Regions from separate parts of the Sus scrofa genome. Here all the other regions are linked to region 4. The links are chromatin contacts, called in public HiChIP or PLAC-seq maps. All regions are on one chromosome and are shown on one strand. The core of a region is the stretch at or near the end of the contact, and the rest is flanking DNA. Distances in the headings are between cores, read along the strand shown. Region 1 overlaps COG6 (conserved oligomeric Golgi complex subunit 6). Region 2 overlaps COG6 (conserved oligomeric Golgi complex subunit 6). Region 3 overlaps FOXO1 (forkhead box protein O1). Region 4 has its middle 390 kb from the start of FOXO1. Region 5 overlaps LOC102159588 (a long non-coding RNA gene). Region 6 overlaps FOXO1 (forkhead box protein O1). Region 7 overlaps FOXO1 (forkhead box protein O1).

Evidence for each region. HiChIP or PLAC-seq counts read pairs in DNA pulled down with a chosen protein or histone mark.
Region 1: an H3K27ac HiChIP or PLAC-seq map of alveolar macrophages shows a contact between it and region 4. The contact joins two enhancer-like sites. A contact is called at or near these places in 1 of 47 Hi-C or Micro-C datasets (embryonic fibroblasts) and 1 of 2 datasets of contacts at active chromatin or transcription factors (alveolar macrophages).
Region 2: an H3K27ac HiChIP or PLAC-seq map of alveolar macrophages shows a contact between it and region 4. The contact joins two enhancer-like sites.
Region 3: a contact with region 4 is called in an H3K27ac HiChIP or PLAC-seq map of alveolar macrophages. The contact joins two enhancer-like sites. A contact is called at or near these places in 1 of 47 Hi-C or Micro-C datasets (embryonic fibroblasts) and 2 of 2 datasets of contacts at active chromatin or transcription factors (alveolar macrophages and skeletal muscle).
Region 5: an H3K27ac HiChIP or PLAC-seq map of alveolar macrophages shows a contact between it and region 4. The contact joins two enhancer-like sites. A contact is called at or near these places in 1 of 47 Hi-C or Micro-C datasets (embryonic fibroblasts) and 1 of 2 datasets of contacts at active chromatin or transcription factors (alveolar macrophages).
Region 6: a contact with region 4 is called in an H3K27ac HiChIP or PLAC-seq map of alveolar macrophages. The contact joins two enhancer-like sites. A contact is called at or near these places in 2 of 47 Hi-C or Micro-C datasets (fibroblasts and liver) and 1 of 2 datasets of contacts at active chromatin or transcription factors (alveolar macrophages).
Region 7: an H3K27ac HiChIP or PLAC-seq map of alveolar macrophages shows a contact between it and region 4. The contact joins two enhancer-like sites. A contact is called at or near these places in 2 of 2 datasets of contacts at active chromatin or transcription factors (alveolar macrophages and skeletal muscle).

Annotation. Positions count from the first base shown.
Region 1 is chr11:14,611,990-14,615,505 of Sscrofa11.1, reverse strand. All of the region lies in intron 12 of COG6 (conserved oligomeric Golgi complex subunit 6), which reads right to left. Among named protein-coding and RNA genes, the nearest start is that of COG6, 38 kb to the right of the region's middle. Within about 2 kb of position 1,300, at least 4 of the 83 cell types and tissues checked have an H3K27ac peak or open chromatin away from gene starts, as enhancers often do. A contact at or near this core is called in alveolar macrophages, where this site is marked.
Region 2 is chr11:14,679,547-14,683,043 of Sscrofa11.1, reverse strand. All of the region lies in intron 17 of COG6 (conserved oligomeric Golgi complex subunit 6), which reads right to left. Among named protein-coding and RNA genes, the nearest start is that of COG6, 110 kb to the right of the region's middle. Within about 2 kb of position 2,208, at least 12 of the 83 cell types and tissues checked have an H3K27ac peak or open chromatin away from gene starts, as enhancers often do. A contact at or near this core is called in alveolar macrophages, where this site is marked.
Region 3 is chr11:15,381,582-15,385,026 of Sscrofa11.1, reverse strand. The region is part of intron 1 of FOXO1 (forkhead box protein O1); the gene reads left to right. Among named protein-coding and RNA genes, the nearest start is that of FOXO1, 27 kb to the left of the region's middle. Within about 2 kb of position 2,141, at least 8 of the 83 cell types and tissues checked have an H3K27ac peak or open chromatin away from gene starts, as enhancers often do. A contact at or near this core is called in alveolar macrophages, where this site is marked.
Region 4 is chr11:15,018,724-15,022,075 of Sscrofa11.1, reverse strand. No RefSeq gene overlaps it. Among named protein-coding and RNA genes, the nearest start is that of FOXO1, 390 kb to the left of the region's middle. Within about 2 kb of position 1,260, at least 24 of the 83 cell types and tissues checked have an H3K27ac peak or open chromatin away from gene starts, as enhancers often do. A contact at or near this core is called in alveolar macrophages and liver, where this site is marked.
Region 5 is chr11:14,744,217-14,747,531 of Sscrofa11.1, reverse strand. The region is part of intron 5 of LOC102159588 (a long non-coding RNA gene); the gene reads left to right. Among named protein-coding and RNA genes, the nearest start is that of COG6, 170 kb to the right of the region's middle. Within about 2 kb of position 1,946, at least 18 of the 83 cell types and tissues checked have an H3K27ac peak or open chromatin away from gene starts, as enhancers often do. A contact at or near this core is called in alveolar macrophages, where this site is marked.
Region 6 is chr11:15,324,288-15,327,624 of Sscrofa11.1, reverse strand. The region is part of intron 1 of FOXO1 (forkhead box protein O1); the gene reads left to right. Among named protein-coding and RNA genes, the nearest start is that of FOXO1, 84 kb to the left of the region's middle. Within about 2 kb of position 2,069, at least 31 of the 83 cell types and tissues checked have an H3K27ac peak or open chromatin away from gene starts, as enhancers often do. A contact at or near this core is called in alveolar macrophages and liver, where this site is marked.
Region 7 is chr11:15,358,531-15,362,015 of Sscrofa11.1, reverse strand. The region is part of intron 1 of FOXO1 (forkhead box protein O1); the gene reads left to right. Among named protein-coding and RNA genes, the nearest start is that of FOXO1, 50 kb to the left of the region's middle. Within about 2 kb of position 1,780, at least 12 of the 83 cell types and tissues checked have an H3K27ac peak or open chromatin away from gene starts, as enhancers often do. A contact at or near this core is called in alveolar macrophages, where this site is marked.

The DNA of each region.
Region 1 (3,516 bases), core at 51-2,550, 410 kb after region 4:
ACAAAAATAAACTTTAAGTACATTAAATATTTGATATCAAAGTGAAATGACAGGAGTTCTCCTGTGGTACAACAGCTTAAAGATCTGGCATTGTCACTGCAGTAGCTTGGGTTGCTACGGTGGTGCAGATTTGATCCTTGGCCATGGGAACCTCCACATGCCACTAGCCTCCACTAAAAAAAAAAGTGAATCTACACAAAGACCTCAGAACGCATATTTAAATGAATTTATTAAATAATCTAACATTTTCCCACTGACAGATGCTAACTTTAGCATATCTTAAATTCTGAACATATTTTCTTATTGTTGAAAAGTTTTTGAAGTATGGCATGCTCTCAAAGGAGAAATAATAAAGAAAAAAAGTTAGATATTACTACATAAACATGAAAGGCGGTACGTAAGAAAATACTACAGGCAAAATTAAAAGGTAAAAGATGACGCGGAGAAGGGATTTGTAATACACTCATAATGCATTAAAAAAAAAAAGTCAGAAAATAAGATATAACCTAGTAGGAAAATGGCAAAGGACATGAAAAAATAATTCTCAAACAGCCAATAAACATATTTTTAAAGGCTCATTTTTGCTAGAAGCACCACAATCTATATTGGAAAAAAACCAATCATGGTGCTTTGTGCTAATCATATTGGCAAAGACATTTTAAAATGCTTATTATTCAACTCGGAGAAATTTGGCCATTCTAATAGGAGCTAGTATGGTAGATCTGAGAACAGAGGTGAAAGGAAACTAACCATGAGGGGCTGTGCGTGGACGTGCAGGACTCCCAGACACCACAGAGGCGTCGTAGATGTTGGAGACCGCGCCTTAGTGGCTCTAGACCTCATTTCCCTTAGCAGTGAACAACAATCACAGCATAAAAGAGAAATTAAAAACTCAAATTAATCCGGGGTGGTTTTGCATAGTGAGTGTAATAGCAAGATGATGACAGACCACGGGTGAGAAGCAAATGAAGTGAACCAGTCATTCATGTAACTGGTATTTACTGAGTCCCCTGTGAGCTGGCATTCAGGAAATGAAAGCATTTTGAAGTGCACAGGGTGGGGGTACTAAATACCGTCACAATGCTGTGCAAGCAGGATCCACCACAATTCTTTTCATCTTGAACACCGCAGCTCTGCAGCCACACAATAGAAACGCCCCATCCCTCCACTTCCCAGTCCTGACGACCACCCTTTTTCCTGTCTTCCTCTGCCATTTGGACTCTTCTAAGTACCTTGTGAGGTGGAGTCATACAGTATTCGTCATTTTGCGATTGGCTTATTTTGTAATAGCCTCAAGGTTCATTCATACTGTAGCGTATGTCAGAATTTCCTTCCTCTTTAAGGCTGAGTAACTTTCCACCTTACATATATACCACATTTTGTTTATCCATTAATCCTTCGAGGGACAATGGGCTGCTTCCACATTTCAGCCATTGTGAATAACGCTGCTTCAAACAAAGCTGTACAAATATGTCCTTGAGGTCCTGCTTTCAGTTCTTTCAGATATACACCCAGAAGGAGAATAGCTCGGTCATAATTTTACCCTTAAAATTTTGAGGAATCATCATACTTCTCCACAGCAACTGTAATATTGTACAATCCCAGCAACAGTGCACAAGGGTTCCAATTTCTCCACGTTCTTCCCAACATTTGCCATTTTCTGCTGTTTTCATACTAGCCAACCTAATGGGCGTCTTATTACAATTGTGATTTGCACCTTCCTAATGAGAAGTGATGTTGATCATCTTTTCACGTGCTTATCCGCCGTTTCTGCATCTTCTTTGAAGAAATAACCTATTCGAGCTTTGTCCATTTTTTTAATCAAGCCAGAAGTTTTTGTTAAGTTTAAAAGTTCTCTATGTATTCTTGACATTAATCTCTTATTAGATATGTGACTTGCAAATATTTTCTCCCATTCTGCATGTTGCCTTTTTACTCCACTGATGGCATCTTTTAATCACAAAATCTTTTAATTTTGATCAAATCCAATTTGTCTACTTTTTCTTTCCTTTTTTTTTTTTTTTTTTTTTTTTGTCTTTTTGCCATTTCTTGGGCCGCTCCTGCGGCATATGGAGGTTCCCAGGCTAGGGGTCTAATCAGAGCTGGAGCTACCAGCCTACACCAGAGCCACAGCCATGCGGGATCTGAGCCGCGTCTGCAACCCACACCACAGCTCACGGCAACACCGAATCCTTAACCCACTGAGCAAGGCCAGGGATCGAGCCCGCAACCTCATGGTTCCTAGTCGGATTCGTTAACCACTGCGCCATGACAGGAACTCCTACTTTTTCATTTATCATTTGTGCTTTTGGTGTCATATCCAAGAAATTACTAGATCCAACATTGCGAAGCTTCTGTCCTAGGTTTTAAGAGTTTGATAACTTACATTTACATTCAGGCCTCTGATCCATTTTGAGCTGGTTTTTACATGAAGTGTTAGATAATGATCCAACTTCATCCTTTGCATATGGATATCCAGTTTTCCTAGCACCATTTGTTGAGGAAGACTGTCCTTTCCCTTCTGAATGGTCTTGAAACTCTTGTGAAAAATCATCTGACCATACATGCAAGGGTTTATTCCTGGGCTGTCTATTCTACCCCATTGCTCTCTAGTCTGTCTTTATTCCAGTGCCAACTGTTTACCATGCGGTGTAGTAAGTATGAAATCAGGAATTTCAGTCCTCCAAGCTTTCTTCTTTGCCATGATTGTTTTAGCTATTTAGGTGAACTCAGGGATGCAAAAACTGACCAGGTACTCTGGATTGGATTGCTACTGACTGTTCCACACTATACTAAGAACCTTTGTCTAATACAACAAAGTGAGTAGATAGAGCAGCCTAATTTTTAAAAAAAATTTAAAAAGTCAGAATGGTGACTGTGATACATCCTTGAAAAACCTGCATCCTTAATAATCAAACAAAACTAAAGAAGGATTTGATTACTGTAAACCCATTCTTAAACGTCCTGTCAAGTTACTGCTGAACAACCTACTGTTCATTTTCACAAACATTAGCTCTCGGAATTCCCCGTCGTGGCACAGCAGAAATGAATCCGACTAGGAACCGTGAGGTTGTGGGTTTGATCCCTGGCCTCGCTCAGTGGGTTAAGGATCTGGCATTGCTGTAAGCTGTGGTGTAGGTCACAGACGTGGCTTGGATCCTGCGTTGCTGTGGCTCCGATTTGATCCCTAGCCTGGGAATCTCCATATGCCGCAGGTGGGGCCCCAAAAAGCCATCAAAAAAATATATTCGCTCTCATAGGACTCTTTCAGGCCTTTGTTGTTATTTAGTTTTTGATTTCTTGTTTGTTTTCATAATTAATATATAACTCAAAAGATCATAAATTTCTTAAGGACAAAGCCAGACCTGAGTGTAAAAATATAAGTAAGCTGTTTAGAAAAAGACATTTTGTAAAAGTTCTAAATATAGGAAGTCTGCTTTAATCACAAATTCTTGGTTTTGGAAAAAAAAGGTAGTGAAACTAGGGCTTGAGATTTTATCTCCAATTATGACTCAA
Region 2 (3,497 bases), core at 959-3,458, 340 kb after region 4:
GTAGCAGAGGAAAAAAGTTGCTCAATAAATGGATCTTTAGGGCTTAATTTTCTGCAGGTCACTCTATCTTTTAACAGTCTATAAAAATTAAAGTCATTTAGGAAACAATATCCATTTAAGTCAAGAATACCAATAATAATAACAAACATTTCATTGGTGCTTACAGTTTGTGAGACACTATTTTCAGTGCTTTTCCCGTATTTATTTGTTTAATGCTCACAGCAACCCTATGTGCTACATGTGCATATTATCGTCTATCTCAGTAAATCTGAGTTTCCATTTGGTCCATTTCCATCAAACAGAGCATAGTGTGGACAAAGGCTGATGACAAAACCATCTGGCCATGTTTCTACAAGCCAGGGCGCCAGGCAGTTTTCCGAGACCTCATTACCTCCCACACCTGGAATGCTTCCAGAAGCACAAGGTCCTGCACAGGGCACGAGATGATGATGATGGTCCCTGGGGTGGCCTGACCTTAAGCAAGTGTCAACATTCAAAGACAATGTTGCTGATGGTGCAATTTCCTGCTCTGAATGTTCCACATTCCTGAGCCCTCCCAGTGAGGGTTAAGAGAAAGATGCATACAGAACCACGGACTGAGCACCAGGCGCTGGGGGACCTGTGAGGATGGAGAGGGCAACTAGGCACTCTGCTTACAGCTGCTTATTGTAGAGTGGTGACAGCTGTCACACAGGGAAAGCTTTAAGCATGGCACTTTGAGAAATTCCCACTCCATAATATCTTTTTTCAACACCTCTGTCCTGAGTGCCTGAAATTCCACAAAGAAGCACTGCTGTATACCAACTCCACTCATTAAATAAAATTATAAATATATGTATATAGATGGATAGATAATACTAAATAAAAGAGTGAATTATTTTAAAAGGGCAGAAGTATAGAAGTCAGTGTCAGATATCTGTTCTAAACCTAAGTCTCTTAATAATTCTGCGCCACCAGGCAAGTTTACTTAATCTACAGCTTGTTTCCTCACCTGTAAATTGAGGCTACTGATTCTCATTTCATGGGGTTTTTGTGAGAATTAAACACACACACATACTCCATCTGATACTGAATCCAGTTAAATGCTAAAGCATCCAGTTAAATGTTTCACTAACATCAGTTTCCTCCTACTCTTTCCTACCTAATTAACCCCATCTTCTTGGCAGGCAATGCAAAAGCACTTTGCTATAACCAAACCTGACCCCCCGGAGCTGGCCCTTTGTGTAGTGACCACCATGTCCTTTTGTTCATTCCACTCCCCTGACCTTTGACCCAGTCTACTCACTACAGTTCACAGCGTGGTGAGCCAATCTCACAGTGAAAAGAGACATTTCCTACCTTTGGGAAAAAAAAAAAAAGAATGGGCAGAGAACCAGCAGACTTGTGGTGCCTTCCATTTCCCATCAGTAAATTTCCCAAAATACTTTCCAGTAAGCAGTCTCTAGGGGCTCATAATGTGATTAATAATATTAAGTGTCTTAGTCACTTTTAGCTTTTCAGATGAAATAGTGTCTTTAGAAGGTCCCGTCGGTGAATTATGAATGCGAGGCTGTGAGATCTGTCTTCCTTTTCACAGGTAGGCTAGACGCTCAAAGGGGTGACAGGCATCAGCTGGTTATTCAACGAGAAAACGTTCTGCTTGAATCCAGCAAAGAACGAGCCATGCTGCTGTGGGTAAAATCGAGCAACATCTCCAGAATCTGCAGACCTCAATCAGAAGGGCCAAAGCAAGCGGCCACCACAGAGTGGCTCTTCCTGGGGATGCTTTAAAGCACGAGTCTCAGCTTCATGTTTGAAATTCCGCTGCTGTAAAGCTGAATTTCACGAGTGCAAGCTGGAAAGCTGAATTTCACGAGTGCAAGCTGGAGTATGATTTTCTCTCTGCAAAACCTGTTTCAACACCACTCACCCCATGTGGGGTGGTCACTTACTAGCGAAGTGACTCCTAAATTGTCTGGTCCTAACAACTGCGCCTCTGGCCTCTACTCCACCCACTGCGGCCAGGGCCACACGCCCCTTTTCAGGCTTCCACTATCCTTCACTCCGAGTCGAATGAATCAGAACAGGCAGAGCCAGGGTTCCGGCTGCCCCCTTTATCTGCCTCCACATTTCTTCCTCTGCCTATTCCTGCCACTGCAGAGGTCTGCACCCGCTTCCTGGAATCTTGGAGGGGACAACTTCTCCCTTTAGCACAGCTTCTGAGCCCAGTTGTTTGGGGGAACTGACTTCCTCCTCTCTTCTCACTTCCTTTGCTCAGCTGCTTGCCCTCCCCCCACCGTGAGGGGTCTCTCCTCCAGGCTCTGGGCTTTCGATGCTCCTCTGCTTCCTGCTGTCACAGGGTTTCCTGGAGCCTGGGGTGTACGCAGAAAGGAGGCCCTGCTGGGCTCCCTCCTGACCGCACCTCATAGGGATCACCCCCTCTGTACAGTGCATCGTATTTACATCCCAGGGTATGGAGGTGGCCCCGGGTTTGATGTACCATTTCCCTCATTCCCCAAAGCTGAGCAAAGCGGTAAATCCTTCATCCTCTGAGTACTCTAGCCTCTACCCATTTCCTGCTTTGACTTGAGGTGGTCTTTCTACTTCAATCCCTAAGTGGATAGATTAGTTCAAATTAAGGATGAGCTAATAGCTAGAAAAATGTTGCATGAGGCAGATTCTGCCAGTTGAAATCTCTTCTCAGTACCCTAAATATTTATTACAAAAATCATTTGAAAAGGATTGGTAGCTCTACTTGAATTAGGGTAAGTTCTTTAATCCTTTTTGATTCTGACAGAGATATTTAAGTAGACACTCATCAATTTAAAATGTGTATGATATATATGAAAAAAAAAACTCCTTAGTAGTCACTAGAAAATGATCATAGAGATAAGTCCACTTTAAATCTGGAAAAGTAACACTGACTAGTGAAGACCCATAATAAAATACTATATTCTCACATGCTCCTAACACCAGGAAATCCAGTCCCATTACTTCCTGACACCCTGCCTCCTGTCCGTCTCCCTACCAGATACCATGATACAGCCCCAAAGTCCCAGATGTTACTTCTAGAATCTGAAAGCAGTTCCTAGCTTTCCAGACTTCCCACAGGAGCAGGGACTCAGATGCATCCCTCAAGGTCACCTTCAGTGCTACTGGAACACAACCACGATTCCACCAAGCAGTCCAAAGACATCCTCGGTTGGCCGTGCAGCGGCCATGAAGCTGAAGCATATTGCAGTTGGCCAGGACCAAAGCTGAGGGCCTGAAACTGGGCCTTCACTCCAGTTCCTACCCAACCCATGGCAGTTCCTCTATCTTGGCTCCAAAGCAACACTCCTCCTTCAACAGCCAGCTCAGGGTAGGAACCAGCTCCAAAGTTTCTCTCTTTTTACCCTCCTGGGGAGTTTATTTGGGAGGACAGTGCTGCATCTGAGCCAGTCTTTGCAGGTGAGGTCAGGTGCGCTGTACTCTGACCTAAGCAGACTGGTGCTTACAGGTATCTGCTAAGAGTTCCA
Region 3 (3,445 bases), core at 892-3,391, 360 kb before region 4:
CATCATTTTATAGTTCTATCAGGAGGGTGTGAAGATCTAATTTCTCTAAGTCCTTGTCAGCACTTGTTACTCTCTGTTTTATTTTAGCCATCCTAGTGGATATGAAGTGATATTCATTGTGGACTTATTTTCCATTTTTATGATGGCTAATGATGTTGAGCATTTGCATATCTTTTTGGGGAAATAACTATTGAGATCCTGTACCCATTTTTAAGTTATGTTATTTATGTTTGAGCTCTTTGTATAGTCTAGATACAAATCCCTTATATATATGATTTGCGAATAATTTCTCCCATTTTGTGGGATGCCTCTTCACTTTCTTGGTGGTGGTGTGGTATTTTTTCTTCTCCTTTTAAAAATTGTGAAATAACGTGAAAATTTACCATCCTCATCATTTTTAAGTGTGTAGTGCAGGGGCTTTATGTACTGTCACATTGTTGCACGACCATCACTATCAGCCAGCTCAAGAATTCTTTTCATGCTGCAAAATGAAAACTCTTGATGATTAAACAATAACTCCTTACACCCTCCCACCCTCGGTCCCTGGCAACCATCATTCTACTCTCTATCTCTGAACTTCACTACTCTAGGTAGCTCATGAGAAGATGCATACAATACTTGTCCTTTTGTGATTGGCTTTTTCCCACTTAACATAATGTTTCAAACAGATATTGTTGCCCATAACAGAATTTCCTTCCTTTTAAAAGCTGACTCATATTCCCTTCCATGTCTGTACCGTAAGTGGACCCTTGAATTGTTCTCGTTTTAGCTATTGTGAATAATACTGCTGTGAACTTGAATGTAGAAACTGGTGGTGTTCTTGAAAGTAAACAGACTTTTAATTTTGAAGACAATTTACCTCTGTTTTTCTGTTGCTTGTGTTTTTGTTGTTGTGTCTAAAAATCCATTGCCTAATCCTAGGTCACCAAGATTTACACTTACTTTCTGAGCGTTTAATAGTGTTAGTTCTTAAACTTAACTCTTGATCTCTTTTGAGTTAATTTTGGTATATAGGGTGAGGTCACATTCATATTTTATGGCAAGGTGGCTCTAAACTTATCCCCCAGTTGTTGGGTCTACTTTGGTTATGCTGTGAGGCTGGAGCATAAAAAGTTTTGGCAAGGAGCCCTTCACCACAGTGAAGGGCTATCACTCCCACCTCCAATAGGGCCCCAAGCCCAGCCACTCTCAGCCCTGTAGGACATGGGACTGAGAACTCCAGAGGAAAGATTTGGCAATAATTATTTTTACATCCTCTTCACATTTCTTTACTCATCATAAGGCTCCATTCTTTCTCACTTGTCCACCCCCACAACATAATTTGTGTTAGGCGGAAAATCCCCCCACAGTCAGGAAGCCTCTGGGACTCAGCAGTCACACCTGTGTGGAGGCAGAGCCCCTTCTGTTCTTCTGTCCTCCTTCTGAAGCAGCTCCAGCAAGGGGTGGGGGAGGCCTGGAGGGCGTCTTGCTGGTGTACCTCCAGGCAACTCCCCTTCACATGTAAAAGATTGGAAAGAAAATGACAGGGTGCCGTTGCCAGAGCATGTAGTCTTCACAGTACTTCATGGGATAAATAGATTGTGTTAGGCCCTTTTACTTGTTTACCAGACCAACCATTAAATGACAAGTCTTTCCTGGTTTTTCTGCTGTTGACCAGTGTTTCTTTTTTCCTTGACGAATAATTTTGCTCTTCAGTAGGAGCAAAGACAAAACTGGCTCAGGCTGTTTTGAAGGATTCCCCTGGCTTGCATGTGTTTAAACGACATGCAGATTTTCTATATAATCAGCATCAGTTCCCCATGCTGTTGAAATTAACAGTACTTGAATTCCTAGAACAAAGGGCCTAGCATTTTGGTGGGGTTCCAGATTTAGCTAATTACATTTTTAAACCTCCTTCCCTTATTTTTTGGAGGTAGAATGGTAGAAGATAGTATCAGTGTTTTTAAAGTGGTGTCTTAGTAAGTTAAAAATGGGATGTGACTAAAAGTTCTTATCACACCCTCTGTTGATGAGCTTGTGTGCTGAGCCTGAGAAAAGCCTGAACCCAGCTACTTGTTCTTTCTGGAGGCTTCCTGACCACCGGTTCCCATCTGCATTCTAGGTCCTCTGGTTTCAGAATGATGCATACTCACTCCCCAAGCACTCATTTAATCACCCTGGGCCTATCATCTGTAGTTTCCTCTTACAGAACTCAGTGCCCCACAAGGGCTTGGGGAGCCGGATGACCACAGCAAAACTGGATCTGTGGTCTCCTCCCGGGTTTTTGCCAAGCCCCACAACCAGTGTGTGAAAAGAGGGCCGCTGGTGTGTGGGCCCCACGTCCAGCCACTTCATACGTCCACCATTTATTGGTTGGGCTCTTTCAGTGATTACAGTCTAATTACTGACGTCCAGTACATTACTGAATTCAGATATTGAACGCTTGGCATGTGCAAGGTGGACCCAGAAAGATGAGGAAGTTGGCATAGGTGTACCTTATTCACAAGGGACACTCGAGATGAACCTGGTGGAGCATAGGGGGCCTCACAGAGCATCTCAGTAGTACTGCATCATTTTGGGGGAGAGGAGAGTCTGTTTCAGAGAATGTGATTCAGAGAAAATTTTGAGAAGAATGTCAAACCTGCAGGACTTAAATGGTTGGAGGCAATGACACCCAAACACTGTTTTGTGTTATTTCAGTTTACAAAGTGCTCTCATACCTTGCCACCTCACTCAACTTGAACCTCAGCCACCTTGCCAGTTCCCGTCTGGGTCGAGTCTGTGGGTGGCTGTAATCCTCATTTCAAGGTGAGGAGCTGGGCTGCCACCTGAGCATGTGACTGGATACAGCTGGGATTGAGTCCTGTGAGTCCAGATTCTGTCGTCCCTTCTCCGGGAGGTAGTAGCAGAATGAGCAAAAAAAGAGGAAGAACGACAAGCTCAGATAGTTCAGTGAGTTCATCTGGACGGTGGGAGGGGGAGGGTAAAGGGTGCAGAAGAGGCCCACAGGGGTACAAGGTGTGTTGATTTTTTTTTTTTTGTCTTTTTTCCATTTCTTGGGCTGCTCCCGCGGCATATGGAGGTTCCAGGCTGGGGGTCTAATCGGAGCCGTAGCCACCAGCTTACGCCAGAGCCACAGCAACGCGGGATCCGAGCCGTGTCTGCGACCTACACCACAGCTCACGGCAACGCCGGGTCCTCAACCCACTGAGCAAGGGCAGGGATCGAACCCGCAACCTCATGGTTCCTAGTTGGATTCGTTAACCACTGCGCCACCACGGGAACTCCCTACAAGGTGTGTTGAGACGGTTGTGTGAGAGCCCACGAAGACTGAAACCCTCAAAGGGCTGTGAATGTATGTTTTTAAGAAACTGCTGTATTGTTGTGTAACTGACATACACAGACTGTTCTCATTTGTGTGCTGTGCAATGGACTTTGACACATGCGTGCACTTGGGAAGCATTTC
Region 4 (3,352 bases), core at 11-2,510:
GTCAGCTCTCTGTCCAGCTGATGTGATGCCAACTAGAAATCAGCCAGAACATGCAGTCTGAGGAGAGAGATTAGAAAACAACTCTCTTTGGCTTTGAGTGGAGATTTGAAAAATAGAAAAGTATTTAAAATATGACTGACTTTTTTCAAGTTAGATATTAATTTGTTTAGCTAAGATGTCACTGTGCTATAACCTGAAGACATGAAAATAACATGGGTTTCATACTTGAGGAGCCCACAAGCTAATGGGTAAGATGAATGTGCAAATAAACAATTCAGTTAGTATGTCTATAAGAGGGTGGCAGTGAGAACAATGACCTTTTTAAAGGAATGGGGAAGGTTTCTTGGAGCAGGTGATGCTGGAGGATACAAAAGCTAGTTTTGGTCATTGGAAAAGCAAGATTATTCAAGACAGAGGAGGTAGTGTAAACAAAAGCACAGGGACATGAAAGTTAGGGATGATTAGTTAAAATGGCCAGTGATTCATAAAATATGGGTAAAAATCCAAATTAAGATGGAGATTACTCATGAAAATAAAGAGAATTTCTGAAAGATGTTTCTGTACTCAAAAGGTCAGCACTCTGAAGAGCACAGCTGTAGAGCAATGTGTCTTCAAAGTTGAATGTGCATAGAATTTGAGTTGGAATCTCACTAAAATGCAGGTGCTGATTTAGTAGGTTTGAGTGGGGCTAGAGGTTGTGATTTCTAACGGGCTCCCAGGTGATGCTGATGGTGCTGGCTTGCAGAGCACTCTGCAGATATGAATAGCGAGTGAGAGAAGGCCAGTGATAAGCCTAGCAGGTTGGTGTGTGTATGTGTGTGTGTATGCGTGCGTGCGTGCGTGCGTGCGTGCGTGCGTGTGTGCGTGTGTGTGTGTGTGTGTGTGTGTGTGTGTGTGTGTGTGTTTGCGCATGCGCACACTTGCAAGATGTGAAGCCAGTCATCAGTAGGCAGCAACCGAAGTTTGTCAGCAGAGCGGTGACAAGATCACATCTGTGTCTAGTGACAGGGTGAAGAATAGCTGCGAGTGGGTGGGACAGGGCATAGGGTGGGAGGCGGCTCCAAGAGTCTAGGGACCGATTTTGGAGCCTAAACGTTACCAGTGGCAGCAGGAAGAGAGAGGATAGGGCTGGTTCAGGAGACATGTAGGAGGTGAGACAGACAGGGCATGCCGATTGACAGGGCAGGAGGAGGAGGAGAGGATCAGTCGCAGAAGGGTCTGTCACGAAGAAGGAAGTTGGGGGCCGTCATGATGACGTATCTAGTGCAGGAAGGGGAAGTGGTCAGATCTGGGTGAAAGGAGCCGAGAGGTCATCCACGCAGGGCTTCTCAGAAGGCGGTTACGAACCAGCCCAGGGTCTAGGAGAGCTGGATTCAGTCCTGAGAGGTACAGTGCTAAGAGAAGGGAGCCAAGGAGTGGATGAAGGAGTCCATACAGGATGGCCCGGGGGTAGGAGAAGAAGAGCAGACAGTCATCAGAGCGAGTAGAAGCCAGGGGTTCAAGACACAAGTCATATCAATGCCCAACACTGCAGAATGGCCGCATAAGGGTGAGGGAGAATTAGCATTTAAGTGTTTCAGATGACAATGGGGCGGCGGCTCCAAAAGCCCTGTGGATGCAGGGCCATCTGTTAAGAGGTCAGGAAAGTGTGGTAGACAGAATGATGGTTCCCCAAAGAGGTACCAGCCCTAATCCCGGGAACCGTACCTCACATGGCAGAGACTTGGCAGCTGTGACCTAAGGTATGGACCCTGAGCTGGGGAGGTTATCCAGACGAGGGGAGATTAGCCAGACTCTAGTCACCTGAGTCCTTTTAAGTGGAAGAGGAGGCGGAAGGGTGGCCGGAGAGAGAGGGCCTGACCCTTTCATCCCCTATTGCTGGGTGTGAAGGTGGAGGACGGGAGCCATGAGCCAGGGACAGCGATGGCCTCTGGAAGCCAGAAACAGTTCTGGTTTCCAGCTGTGAAGCAAATGGAGCTCTTGGTCTCACCACTGCCAGGAATCCTGCCGACAACCTGAACAGGGAAGATACGGATTTTCTGCTAGAGCCCCCGGGATAGAACGCAGCCTGCCCACACCTTGACGTTGGTCTGCTGAGACCCATCCCAGACTTCTGACCCACAAAACTACAAGATGAAGAGATGGATGGTGTTTTAGCAGCTGTTTTTTGGTCATTTGTTACAGCGGCAATAGGAACCCAATATGGGGGTTCACATCTAGAGTTATAGCAAAAATGAAAAAGCCAGCTACTCTCCCAAGATGTTTGAAGGTTAAAAGCATGAGATTATGGGAGTTCCTATTGTGGTGCAGTGGTAATGAACTGGAGTAATATCCATGAGGACGTGGGTTTGATCCCTGACCTCACTCAGTGGGTTAAGGATCTGGCATTGCCATGAGCTGAGGTGTAGGTTGCAGACAGGGCTTGGATCTCACATTGCTGTGGCTGTGGTGCAGGCCGGCAGCTTTGTTCCGAGCCTGGGAACGTCCATATGCCATGAGTATGGCTCTAAGAAGCAAAAACAAAAAAAACGAAAAAAAAAAAAAAAAAAAACACAAAACCATGAGATTTTGAAGCTTGGAAATGTGTTGATGGGGCAAATTTTGGAGTCACCTTTTCTTTCGAGTAAGAGGGCAGATGGTTTGAGTCAGAGTCATCCGCAGGCCCTTGACACTGCATCCTTCTAGCACCTCACTGGATGGAGTGGATTGAGGTGAAAGATCACCATGTTTGCTCAGGGACTACCGTCCATCCTGGCCCTGCTTTGGACTTTTTATTTATTTATGCATGACTTCATTTTCAGAGCAGTTTTAGGTTCACAGCCAAACTGAATAGAGGGCCCACAGGTTCCCTGTTATGCCCCTGCCCCCGACGTGACAGCTTGCAACATCCTGCTCCAGAGTGGCTCATTTTTACACTCCATGGCCCTACCTTGATGCTGCGTTATCACTGTAAGTCCACTGTCCATTGTTTATGTTAGGATTTGCTCTTGGTCTACTTCATTTTTTCAACTAAAAATAGGAAGATCCCACCAGCAACCTCTTGGTAAATTGGTTCCCTGCTGTCATCACTGCCTAGCCTGTTGGAGCCCAAGCCCTGGCCTAATAGCAGAGGGCACATGTCCTCCAGGGTACCCTTAATTTTTGCTGCTCTGTCTCCTTCCACGTCTCCCATTCAGCAGCCCGGCTATTACAGTAAGAGCTTAATGTGTGCCCTCGCATCGCTGTGGTATCATTTAGACGATTGCACGCTGGGCCAACGCATGTCAGAGGCGGTAACGCATTAAGGGCCCCTCGTTATCAGCTTGCTGGGGATTCAGTGGCTGCGGTGGTGGTAAACCTCAGACGTTCTGCC
Region 5 (3,315 bases), core at 697-3,196, 280 kb after region 4:
TAACAGATGGTCCATCCTGAAGAATATTCCATATCCAGTTGATAAAGATGTGTATTCTCCTGTTATTGAGTGTTATAATATGTCTGAGAGCCCCACTTGGTCTACAGTGTTGTTTGAGTCCATTGTTTCCTTACTCCTCTTTAGTCTGGTTGCTGTATTATTGACAGTGGGAGAATTAAAGCCTCCTGCTAGTATCTTAGGGCTGTCTATTTCTCCCTTCAATTCTTTCAGTATTTGCTTGATATGTTTTGAATCTCTGATGTTTTTGGCATCTATGTAATTGTCGTAACTTCTTGATGAATTGATATTTTTATCAATAATATCCCTCCCTGTCTCTTGCAATAATTTTTGAGTTAAAATCTATCTCATCTAACATTAGAATAGCCATCCAACCTTCTTTTAGTTACTATTTGTGTAACATATCTTTTTCATCCTTTCCCTTTCAACCTAACTTCTTTCCTTTCCAACCTAATTTTGACTTTTAAATTGGGCATGTGATTATTACAATGTGGTAAGTCTGGGAATCAGATTTCCTCCCTTCCCCAGAATTCGCTTTTTGGTTGTTGGTTTGATTGTTGAAGGCTGTGAGAGTCCATTTGTTTTGAGAAGTTACCAAATGATTTTTGCAAAGTCTGTTCCTTGCCATGTGTGTTCACTAAAGATTCTTTGACTTTACCTTGTGTTCAACTAATGTCCTGACAGAAATTTCCTTGAATGCTTGGAGCTGAAATGGACAAACCAAAAAACACAGAAAGAAAGAGACAGTGATGGAGGGGGGAAAGAGAGAGAGGGAGAGGGAGAGAGAGAGAGGGAGGGAGAGAGAGAGAGGGAGGGAGAGAGGGAGAGGGGGAGAGAGGGAGAGAGGGAGAGAGAGACCAACTTTGTGCTGGGGTACTTCTTCCACTTAGTGAGGTCTAGGGATCGGCCTTACATGAAAGTGTAAGGTCTTGGGTTTTTTCTTCTGAGAATATGTCCTACCCAGTTATGCATGTGGCTTTCTAGATTCCCCTGTATAAACGGCTGCTTTTGGATGTCCTCATTCCCAAAGAGTCTCATCCAAACTTTCTCTTCTGAACCTTCGATGTCTATTGTGTATCTCCAGTGAGCATCTGTTGGCCCAGGTTTCTGTGGGTGTGCAGGGTGTGTCCCCTTGTAGACTGTATGAGCAGAGCCTACAGTTTCCCTGCACGTGTTCTGAGTTATAAGAGAAAAACAGTGGGTCGGATCCTCAGGTATCCACGCCAATGTGTACAGATGTACACAACAATTTGCAAACAAGGTCTGCGCTCTCCCTTTGGTTTAGGGAGTGAAACTGGGAACTGAGTTGCCACACTCAAGACTAAGACTCTTTTCATTCAGGCAAGTGTGGGTTTGGGTTTTTGTTTCTTTGTTGATGATTTTATGAAGGAACCTGGAGCTGGAGCCTCCTAGCCCACCACTTTGCCGATGTCCCACCATTATTTGAGGTGAACTGATCACATAACTGAAAACTGCACTGAGCTGGTTCTCTTTCCTTTGCCGTCCAGACCCACCCTCCATCCTTTTCTGTCCTGGCCTGTGGCTGGCAGGCTGACCTGAACAGGCCACATCAGTGGGTTCTCAGCCCCGCAGGGAGGAGAGGGAGGCTGTGCATTTAGTTCTTCCCCTGCGGTGAACACAGATTGGCCACATCCTTCCAGCAGATGTCACGGCTCTTCTCTGGTGACCCCTCCCTGTGGCCGCGCACGGAGATCTGGAAATGGAACGTTTTCTTTCAGAGCAGGCGATAACAAAGGGCTCACCAGTCAGTCACCATCACCTGCTGTTTTAGCCCCGAGGTCCTTCACCTTCCTTTGTACATGTCCCTCAGTCTTTCCACAACTTTGTAAATCACTCTTGTGTTAACAGCCCTCACTCACTCAGTTTGAGTGCCATCTGTTTCCTGCTGGAACTCTAACACACTGCACTTTGGCTGCTATTTCTCTTTCGGAGAAATGCTTCTCGTTTTGGTAAAATGTGCTCAGATACCAAGAGATTCCAGACGCTACTCTGGGTCAAAAGACAGGAATTCACTTTCCTGAATTTTGCAATATTTATCAGGATGACACTCAGCTTGGGGTTCAGAGAATGTCTCTTATGAAACCTGTAGCCTTGGCCCTGTAATCTGAAATGTGAACAAATGCATGGCTCGTTTCCTACGAGTGGGTGAAGACTGTCCTCCTTTCATGGACGGGCAGGGCAGCGCAGCACTCCCCCGTGCCAGTGACCTCTCCCACAGGGACCTGCCTGCCCCAGGTGAGAAGATGGGTGCCCGGGGAGATGGCTAGCGTCTCCTGGGTCTGGAGAATAGCTACTAAGGGGTGAGATCAGATATGCTCATTGTTCCTTCTCTAATTCGCCTCCCTTGCTGTGGACAGTCTTCTGAAGCAGAGACCTGATGAGACCCATTTCATGTGCCAGCCACGGCCTTTGACCACAAGACAGAGTGACAAATAGCCCATGGCTGGTCACCCTCCCAGCGCCCCTGGATAATATACTATGGAAGCTGCTTTCAGTCATAGAACCATTTCCATCCCAGCTCTCCAGGTAGCCAACTCTTATCCTATTGTCATTCAAGGTAAACATATTTTCCAACCTCGTCCTGTAAGATAAAATATGCTCCATTTTGAAAACCACAGCATGGCACAATCTGGTCCCAATCTTCCATTCTAGTAGCTGGGCACTTTTCCTCTTTTGTGCCCTGCATTCAGCCTTTTGCACGGGTGTCTGAAATATTTGTTAGACTAATATTGATACAATCTTATGAAATAAAGTTCTCTTTAAACACACACATCCAACATTTAAATCCGAGCCAAATGTATTGAGAATATTGTAGTAACACCAGGTAGATTTGTACATTAGCTTGAAGCATTTGCCCATACATTTATTGGTATGCATTGCAAGAGTAGACGAGGCTTATCAGGCAGAAAGTTGGGAAGTATATTCTGTATAGAGCAAAACTGCATGTTCAAGCCCAGTGGGCTTTGAATTGTCTCTTTCATGCAGATGACACTGATGACACTGGCCTTCTCACAGCAGAGTGGCCAACACATTCAGACGTGAGGTCAAATTTTTTCTTAGTTCAGCTCTCCAGACTGTGGCTGATTGTTTCTGAGACAAGTCCCAGAACCAAAAACAAAGTCCTGCTCTTCTCCCAAGCTGTCTCAGTTTTACCTCTCCTTGGCAAAGCCAATTACATCATTGATCTGCTGACCTTTTTTTTAGGTGTAAGTCTATTAATGCCATTTTACTGATTTTACATTAGAATTTCAACTTCAGTTTCTTAAACAGAGAGTG
Region 6 (3,337 bases), core at 820-3,319, 300 kb before region 4:
TAAAAAATAACATACCCTTCTTGATATTACATTCATTTATTTTATACTATACACTTATTCATGTATCCTAAATCAATATATTGTGTACTTTATATAATGCATTTGCTCACTTTAAAAAATGAGATTAAAATGGAAAGTGAGTGAAAGGTACAATGCTCTCTTCTTGCCCTTTGATGGTTGGCTGATTATTGCCTTAGACAGCCAGGCCTGGCGCATCCTGGGGAGGGGCGGCTCCTGGCCTGCATCTTCAGGGTCTCTGGGGCCAGCCTCTTCCAGCAGGAGGGTAGGGACCAGCAGAGCTTAGTCATAACTGCCCCCCAGGGAGACGCCAGGCTGTGGCCTGCTGAAGTGGCCCTGCTCTAACACCTGTCACTGCTTCCCCATCACCAGCTGGCTGAGTCCAGAGCACAGAGAGCCCACAGCTGTGTGTGGTACCCACATGCCAGCAGCCTTGAGAAGGCGTCTGAAGACACAGTGGGCAAGCGTGTTAACCGACCAGTGTTAGTATCAGAATTTCTTCATTAACATCTGCCTGCCACACCTGAGACTCTACCCAGTGAAGGAGAAAGTAGCTTAACTCTTAACCCCAAACTAGGCTGCTTTTCCAGTAACTGACATGTAAAAAAGCCCCATGTTGGTAGGAACAGTACAAGGTATGATTATGAAGAAACGAGACTCACGTTTGTCATATGGGTACGTCTTTAAAACGCAGGCATGTTATTTTATGGATGCTGATGTCCTAATCAGTACTGCAGCCCCAGCTGACAGTGCTTGAGGTAACGCCACCCGCAATCTCATTTAATCTGCGCAAGCGTCCTGTAAATGTAGGCCCAGTTAATCCATTCAACAGGTCCTTGAGTGTCTACTTGGTGATGGAGCTGGGAGGATGCTGTGCACAAGAAAACAGCTGAGGCCCCCGCCCCCTGCACTCATGCAGCTCACAGTGTAGCGGGGAGTTAGACATGGCAGAACCATAGGTGTGGTGAGTCAGCCAGGACTTAGGTTAGCTGCAGGATAGGGTGGGGTTCTCAGAAAGTGCTTCCAGAAGGAAAGGACACTTTGGCTGAGATAGAAATTGTGGGGAGGTGGGGAGTTCCCGTTCAGGCACAGTGGAAACGAATCTGGCTAGTATCCATATGGTTGCGGGTTTGATTCCTGGCCTTGCTCAGTGGGTTAAGGATCCAGTGTCGCTGTGAGCTATGGTGTAGGTCACAGATGCAGCTTGGATCTGGTGTTGCTGTGGTATAAGCTGGCAGCTGCAGCTCCGATTCCATATGCTGCTGGTGTGGTCCTTTAAAAAAGCAAAAAAAAAAAAAAATTGTGGGGAGGCGGCAGCCTTTGGCAGGAAAAAGTTGAGGTCCTGGACAGCCCTGTGTGCATCATCTTCTGTCCTGAGTGGATAGATAGGTGGACTTGTTCCTTCCCCAGGTAGATCATAAAACACCTGGAGGGCAGACTCCGTGACTAATTCATTCTGATGTCCTTCACTATACCCAGCATAAATCAGTCCCAATAAAAGTTACTTGGTGTGAGTTGGTACACGAGTGGGTGGAGAAAAGATGTGGAAGGCATTATACCTTGCCTGTGATGTTTCAGGGATGTCAGTCAAAAAATGTTCATTGATTGAATGTGTAGAGCATCTGTTAGGGGCTTTGAGATTTGGAAATAAAAACACACTCTAGCCCCTTTCTCTTTAAGAGGCTTGGAATCCAGTCCATAGAGTGAACAAAGTGGAACACCTGAGCAGCAGAGCAGGTTGAGCAAGCCAGGGCACAGTGTGTCCAGGGCACCCCTTCCCCCTGGGAGCCACGGACTTCCAAGGGGTCAGGCCCCGCTTGGGGTGGCCAGGGACGCCAGTGGCAGGTGGCAGCGGGGCGAGTGCGGAGGAAAGCAGCTGCACACCAGCAGCCAGCCCCGGCTGCAGAGGAGGACAGCTCGTGCAGGGGAGTTGCCGATTTGTCCTTTTCTCTAACGGTCTCATGTAGAAACTCGGGGTTTGGGTAAGTGATTCACAGTGCACGAGTCTTCTGTCCTCACACCCAGCCTCTCTCCTCACGTGGTATTTGTTCACGGTTGAAGAACTGAACAGCTCAGAGCACTGCTGGTTGCGTGTGACTTTCTGCACAGATCACAGTGAACCGTTCTTTCCCTGCCTCGGCTGCGTCCGCCTCGGCTGGCAGAGATTTGCAGACGTACCATCGTTAATAGCGACACATACGTTTACAAGCTTTACCTATTCAGCACCCCCCTACTCCGACTTCCCTCCCCCCAATTGGAAATCATAGCTTCTTTAATGTCCTACTGGCTGTGTGAAAAACAGGAATTTATGTAACAAGCCCTGCATAGCAAACCTTTTCCTGTTCGGAAAAAAAAAATTTTTTTTAATTGTTGGCAAAGTTAAGAGACAGCTCTGTTGCTCAAAGAGCGACCTGAAATGTCCTCTTAGGAAAGTATGTAGCATAATGTTTTGATAAGTAAGGGATTGCTGTGAGGCCTTTTTTTTGTTTTTGTTTTTTTGTCTTTTTGGTACGTCTAAGTGCTAATAAGTTAGTGTATGTCCCACCTGAGTTAGTGAATATACTTCCTGATCTTTGAAACGATTTCATGGGTGCAGATTCTGCGGTCTTGTTAGAGATGGCCCCTGGTTGCAGTTGCAGATGATCTGATGTAATTAAGTGTCTGTAGGGCAGCGCCAGCCCCTCCCCCAGGCAGTGCAGACAGACGGTCAGGAAGCCACTATCTAGGAAGATCTTCCCCTTTTATCATTAACTAAATGTGACAGGGACCGGAGTCAAACTTCCTTTCCTCCAGAGATCTCATCGAGGCTTATCTGTGAGTCTATTGTGTTCAAAGAACAAGATAGTCGGGATGGAATATTGTGCAAATGCCCAGACTTTCGGCTACAGAGCTTGTCACAGGCTCATTCCAGGTCTCTCCTGGGGCAGGCCTGCGGCTTTAAGGAGGACTGCAGAACTTGGTTTGCTAGTGTTGGCCGGCCCAGCAGAGGAGGCTGTGGTGTGTGCATGTGTGTAAGAACAACCTTCCCATAGGGTCTGGGGAATGTTCCTGGGGTCGAAATAGGACATGAGAGGAATGTAGTGTTCAGCCTTTTTTAGGGATTCTCGTATGTACCTGAAGACCTCAAAGCTGGTCTAGAGTTCGGGATGAGATCTGTAAGTGGGAAGGGAAGAGGAGAATCAGAATCTTGGCAACAGAAGCGAACCCTCACTGCCATCCACTTCCGCACCGGCCTAGCATCCCTCCCGAAGCCCCCATTCAGGGTCAAGGCTGACCCACACTCATCCGGGCCCTGGCAGAAGGGCTTGTCACATAGCTG
Region 7 (3,485 bases), core at 531-3,030, 340 kb before region 4:
GAATTCCTGACGCAGTTTAAGAACCAGGAGAGAAAGAATTTGTGTCAAATATGCGAACCAGTTAGGTTTTAGAAAGATGGAGTGAACACATAGCTGTTTCGCTCTGTATATACTTTGGGTTTTTGTCTAGGGGGAAAAAATACCTTACCCTAGCAGTGTGTGGCTTGTTATTCTCCATAGGGCTGTTTTTAGGGATGATAGTAATATTTACAAGCATGTGAGCAAATACAGAGCTGTCTGGTTTAGAGCCATATTGCCTGTTAGGACATTTCTTAAGAACGCTTCCAGGAGAGGAAGGCTAATGGTGATTAAGTGGCGTTACCTCTTGATAACTGCAGTGTAGACTGTGTATCCTTCTGCCTTTTCATCCACGCTGGCATCTTGCCGTCCTTGCCTAGCACCAGGATGACACTGTGCTGAAGGCCTCTGGCCCAGCTCTATTACAGAGAGCATGAAGGAAGAAAAATGGGCTAAGCCTAGGAGAGTTTAAAAAAAAAAAATTATCTGGCACCAAGCTAATTATGAGATAATTGAGAGTTATAGGGGTCATCTCTGCACATTAATTAGCATGTCCACACATGCACATACATATACAGTATCACTCTTCAGATTTTCCAGAGGATGGGCTTGTAGGAACAAGCAACATTCATCTCTTCTTATACATTTAATGTGTTAATATTAGTGCTTCTTGGGTGGCAAGTCTTTTTTTCTTTTTAATGGAAATGACACAGTTCAGGTTAATTCTGTCACATTCAACATAAATCAAGCATTTAGAAAAATGCCGTGTCCCTCCCTGTCTTTACCCCCATTTGGCGCTCAAGTGTTAAGGGTATGCCTTGGTGGTAACACCAGCATTTGCACAAGCAGCTCTCCTGGTCATTTCACCAACACCCACATGAACTGAGACTCTCCTTGCCCTTTGTGAAATACCCTTCCTGGTTGGCTGTGGCTCCCTGGCTGCTTTGTGTTTCCCTCTAGTACACCAGATTAGTTGTATTTTTCTTGGAACACGTTTGCGCTTTTTCAGACATGTTTGTGCAGTTGTGCTATTTTCTCAATAAAAAATTAATTTAAATATTAAATAAACCCATTAAATATGAAATAATTAGCTTTAGGAAAACTAAGGTGCACATTTTGGAAAGACTTAAATTGCTGATAAATTAGGTTTGCTTAGACCCTATAAAAGTTGAGTTGCCATGAAGAGGTTGGGTAGATTTCCTTCTCCTGATTAAAGAAATCAACATTGTAAATCTTGGTGATAATGCATGTGGGTTTATAAGAAAGACGGGACCTTGTCTCAGAGGAAGATTTTACCTTATCTCAAGCATGTTTACATGTATATATCTTAAGGTAAATGTTTAAGGCCTGTATATCAGTTTTTAAAAATTCTGTACTTTAAATTCCCTCTTTTTAAATTAATTGGCCAACTAGGATTTTGATCTGGTTTGAATTATATTGGGTAACAAATGTGTTTTAACATAATGGTCACTGGCATTAACAACATCAATCACCAAAAGCCATATCTAACCTACTTTGGGACACAACCAGTTTCTCTTCACTACCTTATATAGGAATGATAGATGTATCCTAAGCATGGGCTGGGAGAAGTCTGAAAGGCAGATAAAAAGCCTAGGCATAGTAAGAAGTTGAAGAGACTTGAAGGATTCTTGCCAAGGCCTTTGATTGAATCTGAGGAGATGGCCTTGACAGTGGTGTAGCTGTGGAGTGACTCGAGGCAGTGAGTTGGTGAGTGAGTGGGGTGTGTGGTATTCACATTCAGCCCTTACTCATCCCACACACAGTTGCCTCTAGACGGGGACCTTGACCTCTGTACCAGTTTTATGGTAGTGTGAGTAACATGCAGTAAGTTTTGCTTACTAAGTAGATGAGTTTGGTAGTACTGTTGTTTTTGGTTTTGTTTTGCATTTGGGCCATCTTTTTTTTTTTTTTTTTTTTTTAATGGCTATACCCATGGCAAATGAAAGTTCCCAGGCCAGGGATTGAGTCTGAGCTGCAGCTTTGACCAATGGCATAGTGGGAACTCCTGGGTCTTTACTTGTGTCCACTAAAAAGGATAGGTTGTTAATCTACTGCCAAATCTCTCGCGCAAGTCCTGAGAAAGCCCTAAAATGATTGGCAGTTAGTGGCCAGGTGTGGTGTGTTAGGGGCTGTGTAAACCATACCTGCTAGATAGAATGCAGTGTTGGGATGACATTAAAACAATGTGTTTTTTTTCCCCCCAGTCCAAATGATTTTGGGTAAAAAAACATAAGCATTAAAAAAGCACTATTAGCAATTGAAGATTAATATCTCTTCACTGGTGTTTGAAAGAATCTTTTATATTGCTTGTATGAATTTCCTTTTCTGTTATATTTAACATGTACCTTGGTTATGCATCTTCCTCCATTCTCTGTATTTAATCCCCAAGGAATCTGTATTAATGAATTTTATGCTTTGAGCTTCCCTTTTTTTCTTGTCCTCAAAAGTGATACTGGGAGAAGAAGGAAGGCTCTTCAAATTTCCTTTGAAAGCTTTTATTTATCTTATACACCTATTCCTTTTGAAAATTTCTCTGTGTACAGCAGGCTTTTTTTGCAAATGATTAATTTAAATACCAGAGATACATGGAGATTCACTGTCCCCCTGGTTGTTCCTCTCCCTGTTCCTTGGCTCAGATTCACCTTCAGAAAGTCAGGGAGAGGAAACATAATCTGCCTACACTTAAGGCAGAGGTTGGTTATTTAATTTGTGGTCAGTTAAAAAAAGTTTAAAAAGCTATTTAATTTGTTCTTACCATGATGGAACTAAAAATAAAGAGAAAACCAGAATACTTGTCTTTTTGCTAAAGGCTTATGTGAATTTTTCTGTGTGCTCTGAAAGCTGTGTATATATAATTTATTAATAATAATATATGTACCTCTATAGAATTCCAATTACCGTATTTTTAAATCGCTAGTATTTAAAAAATGTAGATGTCTTCTACTGGTATTTTAGATTATGTAACAGGTCTGAATTGAGTATCTTGATACTTCCGTTTCAAAATATTTTTCTTTTTTCTTTTTTTCTTTGTTGTTTTGTTTTTTTGGCCACACTCATGGCATGTGGAGTTCCAGGCTAGGGATCAAATCTGTGCCATAGCAGTGATCCCAGTGGCTGCAGTGACAACGCTGGATCCCTTAAACAGCTGTGCCACTAGAGAACTCCAAGAATAACATCTTGAAAATGTGTGCCAAAAAGTGAGAAAAAAAGGCCATTCATCCACTGAGAATTTTAATGGGAATTTTAAGATCATATTTTAGTGGAGTATCAATGTTTAGTGTATTGGGCAGTTCAGAAGATTGATTTGTTCAGATTTGCTTGGAGACTTGATGAAGACTAATTTGACTTTAAATTTGTATTTATCATTTTAAAAACATGATCATTAAAGAAAATTTGAAAACTAAGGAGAAGAGCCAAAACTTAATGTTTTGGTGATGCTTCCATTC